Regions from separate parts of the Gossypium arboreum genome. Here all the other regions are linked to region 1. The links are chromatin contacts, called in public Hi-C maps. All regions are on one chromosome and are shown on one strand. Each heading gives the region's core, a stretch centred on a gene start, on an enhancer-like site or on the middle of the called end of the contact. The rest is flanking DNA. Distances are from core to core; before and after follow the strand shown.

Region 1 (3,694 bases), core at 626-3,125:
TGAGTCTCGGAATTGTACATTTCTGCAGTGCTCAGGATGTTACCCTGAGAATCACAACCACCAGCTAAAATCGCAATCTCTCCAAGACTAGCTGACCCGAACAAGCACCTAGGAGAATTCATACTAGTCCCGAAAGTCCAAGAGTTTGTCAAAATACTATATCTATATATCACTTGGGAATTCAGTTCCTTCCCAAATACAAGCAACTCAGTTCCCACTGCCAAGGATTCCTTGTCCCCAAAAATGAAACAACCATTGGGAGGCATCGGTGGCAAATGCATCCACTTGCATTGGATTGGATCAAATGCCTCCCATTGAAGGAGGTCACAAGAGAAGTAAACCCAATGTTCAGTAACACCCTTCTGCCTCCTTGACTTGTAGATCTCTCCGCTCCTGATTACGGATCGGAAACTCCGATTCAACGAGGCAATGGAACCATAATAGGATCTCGAGCATCTAATCAGACAATTGATGGAGTTGTCCCTCCCAATCGGTTGGATTAACACATCCAAATCCGAAGAAGATTCATATCGACTAGTATCGTTGGAGAAGAGCTTAGGCAACTTGGTTTCCTGATGACAAGCATCGGATCCGGAGATTTCGAGAGGCAGCGGACGCTTCCCATTGAACATGTAAGGCCAGTCGGTTTCTTGTTGAGAGGAGCTTGCCAACACCAAACACGACTTGCAGGATCGATTCTCCACCATCACACTTTCGCTCCCCTCCCAATTTCCAAAAGGGAATAACTCCCAAAATCGCAACAATGGGAAGAAATTTCAAATCACTGTAGAAACAGAAAGTTTTTTTTTTTCGCCCAGCCGGGAAAATATATATTTATGCGCTGCAAAGATTAGCAATTCAACCTATTCAAGAACCAAAAAATAAACAACAGTTTCAATTTTGAACATTAAAGAAAAAAAATAAACAGAAAATTGAATTAAATAAAGGCGATCCAAGTTAATTAAAAGAAAAACGAAATTTCAGAGGCAGGTTTTTTTTTTCTTTTCGTTTTCTCTGGTCTGTATTGTGTAAAAAAAATAAACCTTAAAATTCAGTAAAAAAAGGAAGAGGAAAGAAAGTAAGAAAAAAAATTTATGATCAAACAATCTGAAGAAAAAGAGGTACCAGATCTCAGAATTTCAAATAACATAAGCACTAACCGAGAAAAAAATTTGGACTGCTAGATGCAAACGAAGAGAATACCAAAAAAAAAAAAAAGACGAATTGGATCTATTGATAGTTTCAGTAATCTTCATTAGAGAAAAACACAGTGCTTAAAAACATAAACATATACATGAACAAAAACAAAAACAAAAACAAAAACAAAAAAAAGGAAATAAGTGACAGAAGGAATACTAATAATAATAAGGTTGTGGAAAGACTTACTGAATGGATAAGAAGGAAGAAATGAGAAGAAGCAAAAAATTGGGTATGGATTTTGTGTTCTTTTTGGGTAAAAATGAACACACTGTCTCTAGCTCTAGCGCTATCCAAATCTCTGCTTTAAAGTATTGTTGTTGTTTCTTAGGGTGAGGAGTTCATTGGGTTTTTTTCTACATAGCCTGCGCTGCCTTTTTGTCCTTTTGATTCTCTCTGCAAATCACAGCCAGGGGGCTTTGCCACCAAATATCTTTAAAAGCTCACCTCTCTCTCTCTCTCTCTCTCTCTCCCTTCCCCCTCTCTATTTTAACTCCCCCATGAAAATTTATATATAAAAACATCTGGATTTTGTTTTATTAAATAAAATTTAAACCTTTCTTATAAATGGTATTCGGAATATTATAAAAGGAGGCATTTAATGTAAGGTGTTGGTAATGGTTAATATCAGTCCTGGAAGAAACAGCTCCAGATCATGGATAATATTTTAATTATATATAAACCGTAGTTTTTAATAATTATTTTAATTAAAAATAAAATAAAATAAAAAATAGTTCTAGTGTTCAAAGGCTAACCCTATATGAGTTGTGGTGGGGCGGGGCGGTGGTCAACGAAGGAGGGGAAGCAACTGTTAACCGGTGAAAGCCGGTTGAGACACGTGCCTTATTAGAGTGATATACATGAATATGAACAGAATATATAAAGGTGATAACAGTCCCTCTCTTTTGTTTTAGTTTGAATACTCCTTTACCCCGATGTTTGTTACTATTTCTTTTACGTGTCAATAAGTACAAATATACAACACTTAACTCCTAAAGTCGTACACAACGTGATAAAATTTATACAGATATACATTTACAGAATATATTTCTTTTATTTCTTTTCTTTTAAAATTTAGAGAATATTTTTTTTTTAAAAGTGAATTGGGTTGAATCCATTTTGTGGGATAATATTAAGGATAAAACTGATTAAGTAATTATCCAATTCACTTCTCAAACTATAAAATTAACATTATCCATCCTAATCATAATTATCACTCAATTTTTCTAAATTTATTTAATTTGTTTCCATTATTAGTTGTAGTTCTTTCTTTTTTTCTTTTCATAAAAGGAAACAAATTGTATTTTCTTAATAATTTCTTTTTTTAAATGGCAGGTTTCATAATTTGTAGTTTTTTTTTATTTTAAATATAATTATAATCACAATTACAAGTATACATATTACACAATCTAATAATTAAATTCAAAATCAATTATTACAAAACATTATCCAAACTTAATTAAGATTAATTTAGATAAAATTCATACATAGGGTAAAAATAAGTAAATAGATAAATTAGGTGTCAAATTGCATTTTATCTCTTCTACTAAGAAAATTGATAAATTAGTTTCTACACATTAAATTGAAGAACAAATCGATCCTTTTTGTTATAAAGAATTTCATTTATTTCTATTGTTAAAAATTTGTATGGATAATAGCTAGAGGTACTCATGGACCAAGTCGAGTCTAAGCATGATACTAGTTTACTTTATACTTGCCCGAACCCAACCCGAAATCCAGGCTAAAAATTTTGTCCAAACTTGCCCATATTTATAAAAGACTAACTCCCGCCCATATTATTTTTAAAAAATATATATTTTTTATTTTAATATTTAATAATTTTATTCATTTTTATTTATTAAAATTTTTATATAGTCATCTTAATATTATTTTAATGTTTACATTAGAATAGTATTATATATTTAGTATAAGTTTATTTTTTTTAACTTGTCCTAAATTACATAATATATAAAAATAACATAATATAAAGTATAATAAATTTAAAATGGGTTGATTCAGGTTCAGGGCTAAGTTTTTTTCCCAAACCCTCTCAAATTTTGGGAGGTAACCTGACCCGTGAACATGTTTACTAATAGTATAACTAAATAGTGACATGTGATGTGCTACAAATGCCTCATATTGACATACAGAGATCAATTTTTAGTAGTAAAAATAAATAAAAATTTTAATATATGACTAATTTACTCTTTGATCTAACGTATAAGAATTAATTTATTAAAAAAATATAATTTAACATTTAATATAAAAACATCCGTAGTATATATATAAACATCCCAACAGCTTAAGAAAGGCAAAAAGAATAGGGTGGTTGTTTGATTCAAAACTGATAATTTCATGAAATCCAGCTTTGGTCGTAATTATGCGCTGTTTATATTTGATTAATGAAAAAGAAAGAGAGAAAGGTACTTTCGGCAAATCCAAAACCAAACAATGAATTGTGAAAATCAAAACGTCCCGACATTTTTTCCTATAATGG
Region 2 (3,694 bases), core at 751-3,250, 180 kb before region 1:
CATGAAATTATAGCACAACAAAATTCGGAAGATGGTTTTACCGGCACAGAGATATATTTATTATATATTTATATTTTTGGCCAGAGCTAATAGTCAACAGAAAGTATTCTTTCACACCTTTTGTCCTGGTTAGGGAAAAAATTGATATCAATTTTAAGATGGGAAGGAGAGTATCACCAACCATCCTTAACTATTATCAAAGCCCAGAAACACTGATCTGTTATGAGCAAACAAATAGCTATAAAATTTAACATACAAACCAACAAAATCCATTTTTCTATGGCAGAATCTTATGAATAACTAAAGCATTAATATCACCAAACCCACAGTACTTATTGACACTCACAAGCACCATAATCAACCTTCATCTACTCATAGTTCTACAACAAGAAGGTAAATAAACGAAATTTTTTAAAACTGATACAGGCAACAGCCAATACCTGATTTTTTTATCTCAGATTGATGAATAGCCTCATCGGCCCAACCATCATCAAAAACCCTAGTGCTAGCCAAAAACCTCAACCAAATAGGTCCAACTATCCCACAAATCAAAGGTTTCATATTAAACTTCTCCACTAAAGCCTCACATTGAGCTTCTATCATCATCTGCATCCCCATCACATACCTGTTCCTAACCTCCTGGTAATAACCTTCATAACTATATGCACACATAGGGTAAGAGCCAAAATCACTTGTGCCTATGGGCCCCACACCATCTCTCGTTCCATCTTGATTAACATCATGGCCTCCGGGTTCTTCGGTGAGACGGGACCAAAATTCTAGAGATTTGGGGTCAACTTGTGAGAGTGGTTGGACTGGGATGGGTTGACGAGCATGGCGAGTATGGCTGGCCAAGTAAAGGGCACCACCACCCTGAGTACCCTTTTCAATAAAATCCTCATCAGCAACACCCGTATCAATGATGTCATCAGCCTGAGACCCACATCTCAAGCAGTAGAAGTAGCCATCTGATCCATCAGCCATTCCCACATTCCCACACAAGTTGCAAGTCCAATGGGTGCAATCCTGCTCCATCTGTTGAGTGGCTGACAGCAAACTTTCAACAACTTGCAGCAAATATTACCGCAAGCTTATCTTTGTTCACAAATTTACCTCTGAATAGTAAACAAAATATAGTGGAAATATGTTAGTGTTAAGATAATCAAAATTTGTGTATACAAGTTAACGTGCACTGTAATTTAAGTTAATGTATAACATTCTGAAATAGATAAAAACCCATTTAAAACATTGAAAATATAACATTCAGGTTATTCCACAAATATTTTTTGTTTAGCGGGTATATAAAATATCACGTAGTGAGGGATTGTAAGAGCCTAGTTATTCCACATCGGGTTATTTCCCCAGCAGGTGCTCGTATTGGAAGTTTATGTAATGCTTCCACATCGGTGAATTCAATCGGATTATTCATCTATTATACGAAGTGATGGTTTTTGGAACAGGACCGGCAGTCAAACTGGTCAGATCACCAGTTCACAGATGATAATAATAATAATAACAATAATAATAATAATAATAATAATAATAAAAGAAAACTTCTGAAAGAAAAATAGGGAGAATGCAGGAAAATTTCGACAAAAAATCAGAAAAAAAATTTTGAAATTTCCTAAATACATGTAAGTATCAATAATGTCATAGGCATGAATTATACATTACAAAATTGAATTAATCAAAATTTTTAAACATGAAAACAGTAAACTACATTATCCAAAATCCAAAGTAAAAAAATTTAAAACAGTAGCAAAAAAAAGTTATAATTATTTAAACTAAATAAAAATATTCTCACCCTTACCAGATATCACCACGACGGCAGCTTCAGACGGTGGCCGGAGGCACTAATGAGACGGCGCGAAGCAGCGCAAGAGCGAAGAGAAGAAGGCGAGGCTTTGGGTGAGTCACAAAGAGACTCGGGCAAAGCCAATTTCTTTATTCTGGGAAAAAGAGGTTTGGGAGGTTTTAAAATGGAATTGGGCCGAAAAGAAAAGGTTTTTGAGTTTGGAGTAGGATAATTTGGTCCAAACATAAATAAACTGTTTCATTTTGTTGCCGGGTCCAACTATGTTAATGTACCGGCCAGTTTTCAGTCTAATTGTCAATCCAGTCCGGTGAAAGCTTACATAGGAACAATTTGTTAAGATAAAACATTAAAAATGGTACTGCATTTGCATATCATACCATCCTCACGCAAAGATGTTTATACAAAGTTCTGAACATGCATAAAATATTAAAAATTAGAATTGGATATGTAAAGAAATCTGCATAATTTCAAAACAATGAGAACCCTATGAATAACTAAAGTTAGAAAACCCATTTAACCTCAAAACTCACAATATGGGATTCAAGGAGTATGTATGTGTCATACCCCAAGAAAAAAAAAAACTATATTTCGTGTATACCCAACATGAAATTTGCTGCATGTATTCATATTCATTTACAACTGTGCTTCTTGCACATTGGAATTTTTAGATTTTTGAATTTTATATGTAAATTATCATATATTTTAGATTTGGTGTCCATATTATATAACATTCGCCCACTAGATCAAATTGTATTTCATATAATTTGCCGCTTAAGCCATAAGGTTATAGTTTAGATTGACAAAGTATTTTCATTTTTTCATTATATAACTTTAATAATAATAATCAAATATTAATATATGATGAACCTGAAAGGACGAAACTTAGAGGCCCAATATGAATTTTAAAACCAAATTCCAAAATTAATAGATTTGGCCCATACTCATATATATTAAGTTAGTGACTTTCTTGTATTTTGATTTGTATGCATTGCTAAGGAATTATCTTTTTCTGGTAATATACCAACATTGCTAAGAGAAAAAGAAAGGAGTTTGATGTTGAGATTAAAAGCACAGAGTAAAAAAATACAAATTATATTCCTCTAAGCTCCTTACGCAAAAGACATCTTAGTAAATATTTTTGCATAAATTATGTTCTTTATTTATTTAACATTTTTTTCTTTTTCCTAATATGTTATTGTTTAATATATTATTACAATCTTCAGGTTTTTCAATTAAATTATGGTTAACAAAAAGATTGAATCTTTTTTCAAGAAAAAGGTGTCAGAAAGCAATAATAATCAATCGGTTCTTCAACCTTCTATTATTAGTGGAGAAAAATCAAATATCATATATTCCCAAGCTCTTCAACGAGATACCAGGTCTTCTCAATCCCAAGATCTTGAATGAGATATCGAGTCTTCTCAAACTCCTGCACGGGATATTGAGTCTTCTCAAATTCCTGAATGTCATTGTAAGGTGCCAAGAGTCGAAACAAAGGAGTTCGATGCTTCTTCTTTAGAGCGTGATCCAAAAATTTGAAAATATATTTATGATTACCCTCAAAATAAACAATATGAAGTCAATCGAGCTTACATTAAGTTTGGGTCATACCAATCGATTCCTCCAAGTAAGGCTCTAAAACCTCCTCAGTATATTGACAAGAATGGACGTCGATTTCCCATCTTGGTACAAGTTATTCCCAGATTGGCTCGAGTTTTCACCAAATAAGAATGTCGCATATTGCCTTCCTTGTTTTCTCTTCAACAAGTCATTTGAGCATCATGGAAATACTTTTACAAGTCTAGGATGCAAATTCTTTACATAAGAATGCAATGAAAAATTTATCTTGATCTTCAGAATTTCTTACAAAATATTGAG
Region 3 (3,694 bases), core at 642-3,141, 130 kb before region 1:
ACATACTTACATATAGGCAATTTCACATTATAGAAGCTGTTTGATATTAAAACTCATATTTAGCTAGTTGTGTAGATTCTTGAAAATCAACATCTAGATATGTTTGTAAGTTTATTTAGAAGAAGAAAATTTGCATTGTAATACATCGAAGAAATATTCGGTTAAATGAGAACTTACCACCATGATTCGTGTGAATCTATTCTTCTACTTAAATATATTATGTATAATACTACTATTGAGAATATTGTTATAAAATTCGGGTGAATGGGAGAATGCTAGAATATTTATTTATTAAATAAATATTTTAAATATATTAGTGGTCCTTAATTTTATAATGTAAAATTAAATAACTTTATATGTTTAGGTAATTATTTATGGAATTTTTAACTTTGGAAGATTAAATAGGGTGTGAGAGAGTTTGATAGTAACTACTCATCCATATCTCATTCAAAAAAGTTTTATGTGATTTAATAACTACTCTTCCATATCTCATTCATTATCTCTAAAAAGATAATGTGAGTTTTTTTTAGAGAGTTTTCAAATGTTTTGGATGAGCACAGTCTTTTAAACAATTTTACATCAATTGAATGTTATGGATGGAAGTTAATTCATTATTTTTTTATTTTTTCCCAAGAGAAGTTGATATTTAATTTTTCAACTTTTATATATTTATATGTTTGTTTATTTGGATCTTACAACTAGAATCTAAGAAATTCTGAGTTAATTACAAATGTATATTAAATACTATTGAGCAATTAATTAAAATTAGTTATTTAATAATAAACTATTAATTTAAGAGTTAATATTTGGTAAATAATGTATTTTTTTATTTTACAATCAACTTTAAAATTTTACTATGAATTTTTAATATCCTTTTGATATATTCCTATAAAATATTTATCAACTTTCGACGTTACTTGTTAAGTTTAACAATTCTATTTTTAAATTAATATTTTTTTATAAAGAACGTACTTTTATTTATTTTAAAAATAAAAATAAATAAAATAATTTAACCCTCCATTAGATATTTCTTTTGTAAAAACACCGACATGGTATTAAAAAAGAGAATAAAATGATAAAAAAGGGGACAGAGAGGCAGGATTTAGGCCGTCCTGGTTAAAAGGGATAATAACACTTCTAACCCCTTGTATTTATGCTACCTTTACTCGGTTATGTGTGTTAAAAAAAAAAGAACAAGAAAAAGGAAATCATTGTCCGAAATTAGGCCTTCAACAAACCAAATCAAAGCAGTTTAACCTCAATAGCTTTCTGTATCAATATACAAGTTGTCTGATACAGATATTTTTATGATCATTTACATTAACCACCATTTGATTTTATGATTTCCCATCCTACGCTCCATATTAGTTGATGTGCAACTTGATTATCAATCACCGCCTCTTTAAACGTAAATCTGGATCCGTATGGGGGCATGGGACCCACCCCTTTACCTTTTTTTCTTTTTTTCCCTATCAATTCCTAACCTTTCTTTCTTAGCGCGTGGGTCCCCCTTTGCTCTCTCTTCTCCCAATGCGTATTAGCGCACCGTTTTTATTAACACCGGAACCGAACCGAACGAATCGACCCCGGTCCATTTTAATAACACCAAAATATAAGGTCTAAATGTTCTCTCAGTCCCTGTAATTTTTTGAACTTTAATCACTTTATGTCTTTAATACAATTAGTTGGTTTATAATTTTTTTTTTAAATATCATATGTACCTATTAATAATATTATGGATTGGACTTCGGTTTTCAATTCAAATAATGATTATATTTTAAAATTAAATAATAGAGACTAAATTGTAAAAAGTTGAAGAATACAGGGACTGAGGTTATATTTAAACTAAAACATAAGGAAGATTAAAAATAAAGCGAGATCTCTGTGTTTCTTGTAATTAGGAGACTTAGATTGTATTTATAAACCCAAAACTAGGATTCACGACAAATTGAAAGACAAAAGATAAAGTCGAAATTTGGGATTCTTTTATCCCAATCAATCCCTATTTATATAATTAAAACCCTTTTCTCTTTAAACCTTGTTTTCATGGTGATCGTTCTTCTTCGAGTTTAATATTATCGAAGATTTCTTTTGGAGGAAAGCAGGTTTTTTTTTTTCTTAAAAACTTTTCAGTGTTTTATTGACACGTCTCTCCCTTTCCTTCCCTTCCAAGCTCTGAAAATCTCCCTTCCATCATTTAATTCTCTTTTCTTAGAGATCTTCACCCGCTGATTTCATCTATTCATGCGATTGGTAACTCATCTGACACTTCTTTCCTTCCTTCCATCATGGGTTTATATTTTTCCTTCTGATTTAAAGATTCTTTTTTTTTTTTCAATTTTTACTCAAATCAGCTCTTAGCTAGTTTAAGTCCACTGATCTTTGTTCCCCATCATTGGATCCTTATGATTTTGCAGGTTACTATTTTAAAAAAATGGCACTGAAACCGAATTCAGCGGATGGTAGAACAAGGAGTTGGGTGCAGATATTTATCGTTTTTGGATTATGTTGTTTTTTCTACATATTAGGAGCATGGCAACGAAGTGGTTTCGGCAAAGGGGATAGCATAGCTCTAGAGATAACCAAACACGGCGCCGATTGTAACATCATCCCGTCGTTGAACTTCGAAACCCATCACGCCGGCGAAGTGGGGAACGTCGGTGAATCCGAAAAGATCAAGTCTTTTCAGCCCTGCCCTCCTCGTTACGTTGATTACACGCCTTGCCAAGATCAAAAGCGTGCCATGACTTTCCCCAGGGACAACATGATCTATCGGGAGAGGCATTGTCCCAGGGAGGAAGAGAAGTTGCATTGTCTTGTCCCGGCACCTAAAGGATACGTGACCCCGTTTCCTTGGCCTAAGAGTAGGGACTATGTGCCTTATGCTAATGCTCCCTATAAGGCCTTGACGGTAGAGAAGGCTATTCAGAACTGGATCCAATATGAGGGTAATGTATTCAGGTTCCCTGGTGGAGGAACGCAGTTCCCACAAGGTGCGGATAAGTATATTGATCAGCTTGCTGCTGTGATCCCGATTACGAACGGGACTGTAAGGACTGCACTTGATACCGGTTGTGGGGTATGTCATACTGTCATGTTCTTCAAAGTTTTTCAGATGATCTATTGATTTGTAGCTTTGAGGATCTGTTTTAGGTGTATAAATCTTAAAAATTGGTTCCTTTATATAGGTTGCGAGTTGGGGGGCATACTTGTGGAGTAGAAACGTCCTTACCATGTCGTTTGCGCCAAGAGATTCACATGAAGCACAGGTTCAGTTTGCCCTTGAAAGAGGTGTTCCTGCTGTTATTGGTGTTCTTGGGACCATAAAAATGCCATATCCATCCAGAGCTTTTGATATGGCTCATTGTTCTCGTTGCTTGATTCCATGGGGAGCAAATGGTGAGTCATATGCTCAAACCGAGTGTTCCTTTGAGATTTGTCCTTTGAGGTGTTGTTTTAGTGAAGATTTGTCGTAGTAGATGTTAAGTGATGGATGACTGATTATGGATTTGTCTAAATTGCAGATGGCATGTATTTGAAGGAGGTTGATCGTGTTCTTAGACCAGGTGGTTACTGGGTACTTTCTGGTCCACCAATCAATTGGAGGAACAATTACAAAGCATGGCAGCGTCCCAAGGAGGAGCTTGAGGAGGAACAGCAAAAGATTGAGGATGTTGCCAAACTCCTTTGCTGG

What was found. A called contact is a pair of places that touch in the nucleus more often than the background predicts.
Region 2: a contact with region 1 is called in a Hi-C map of leaf, with 1.9 times the contacts expected there. The contact joins the promoter of LOC108453417 here to the promoter of LOC108453570 in region 1. A contact is called at or near these places in 2 of 5 Hi-C or Micro-C datasets (both in leaf).
Region 3: a Hi-C map of leaf shows a contact between it and region 1, with 4 times the contacts expected there. The contact joins the promoter of LOC108452977 here to the promoter of LOC108453570 in region 1. A contact is called at or near these places in 3 of 5 Hi-C or Micro-C datasets (all in leaf).

Annotation. Positions count from the first base shown.
Region 1 is chr5:42,072,164-42,075,857 of ASM2569848v2, reverse strand. LOC108453570 (F-box/kelch-repeat protein SKIP11) reads right to left here and starts at 1,875. Exons shown (of 2, transcript XM_017751742.2): 1 at 1,387-1,875; 2 at 1-841. The coding sequence starts at 707.
Region 2 is chr5:42,255,586-42,259,279 of ASM2569848v2, reverse strand. It overlaps LOC108453417 (TATA box-binding protein-associated factor RNA polymerase I subunit B), which reads right to left and starts at 2,000. Exons shown (of 4, transcript XM_017751505.2): 1 at 1,805-2,000; 2 at 441-1,115. The coding sequence starts at 1,035.
Region 3 is chr5:42,200,644-42,204,337 of ASM2569848v2, reverse strand. LOC108452977 (probable methyltransferase PMT2) reads left to right here and starts at 1,891. Exons shown (of 7, transcript XM_017750822.2): 1 at 1,891-2,253; 2 at 2,418-3,079; 3 at 3,189-3,399; 4 at 3,525-3,694. The coding sequence starts at 2,435.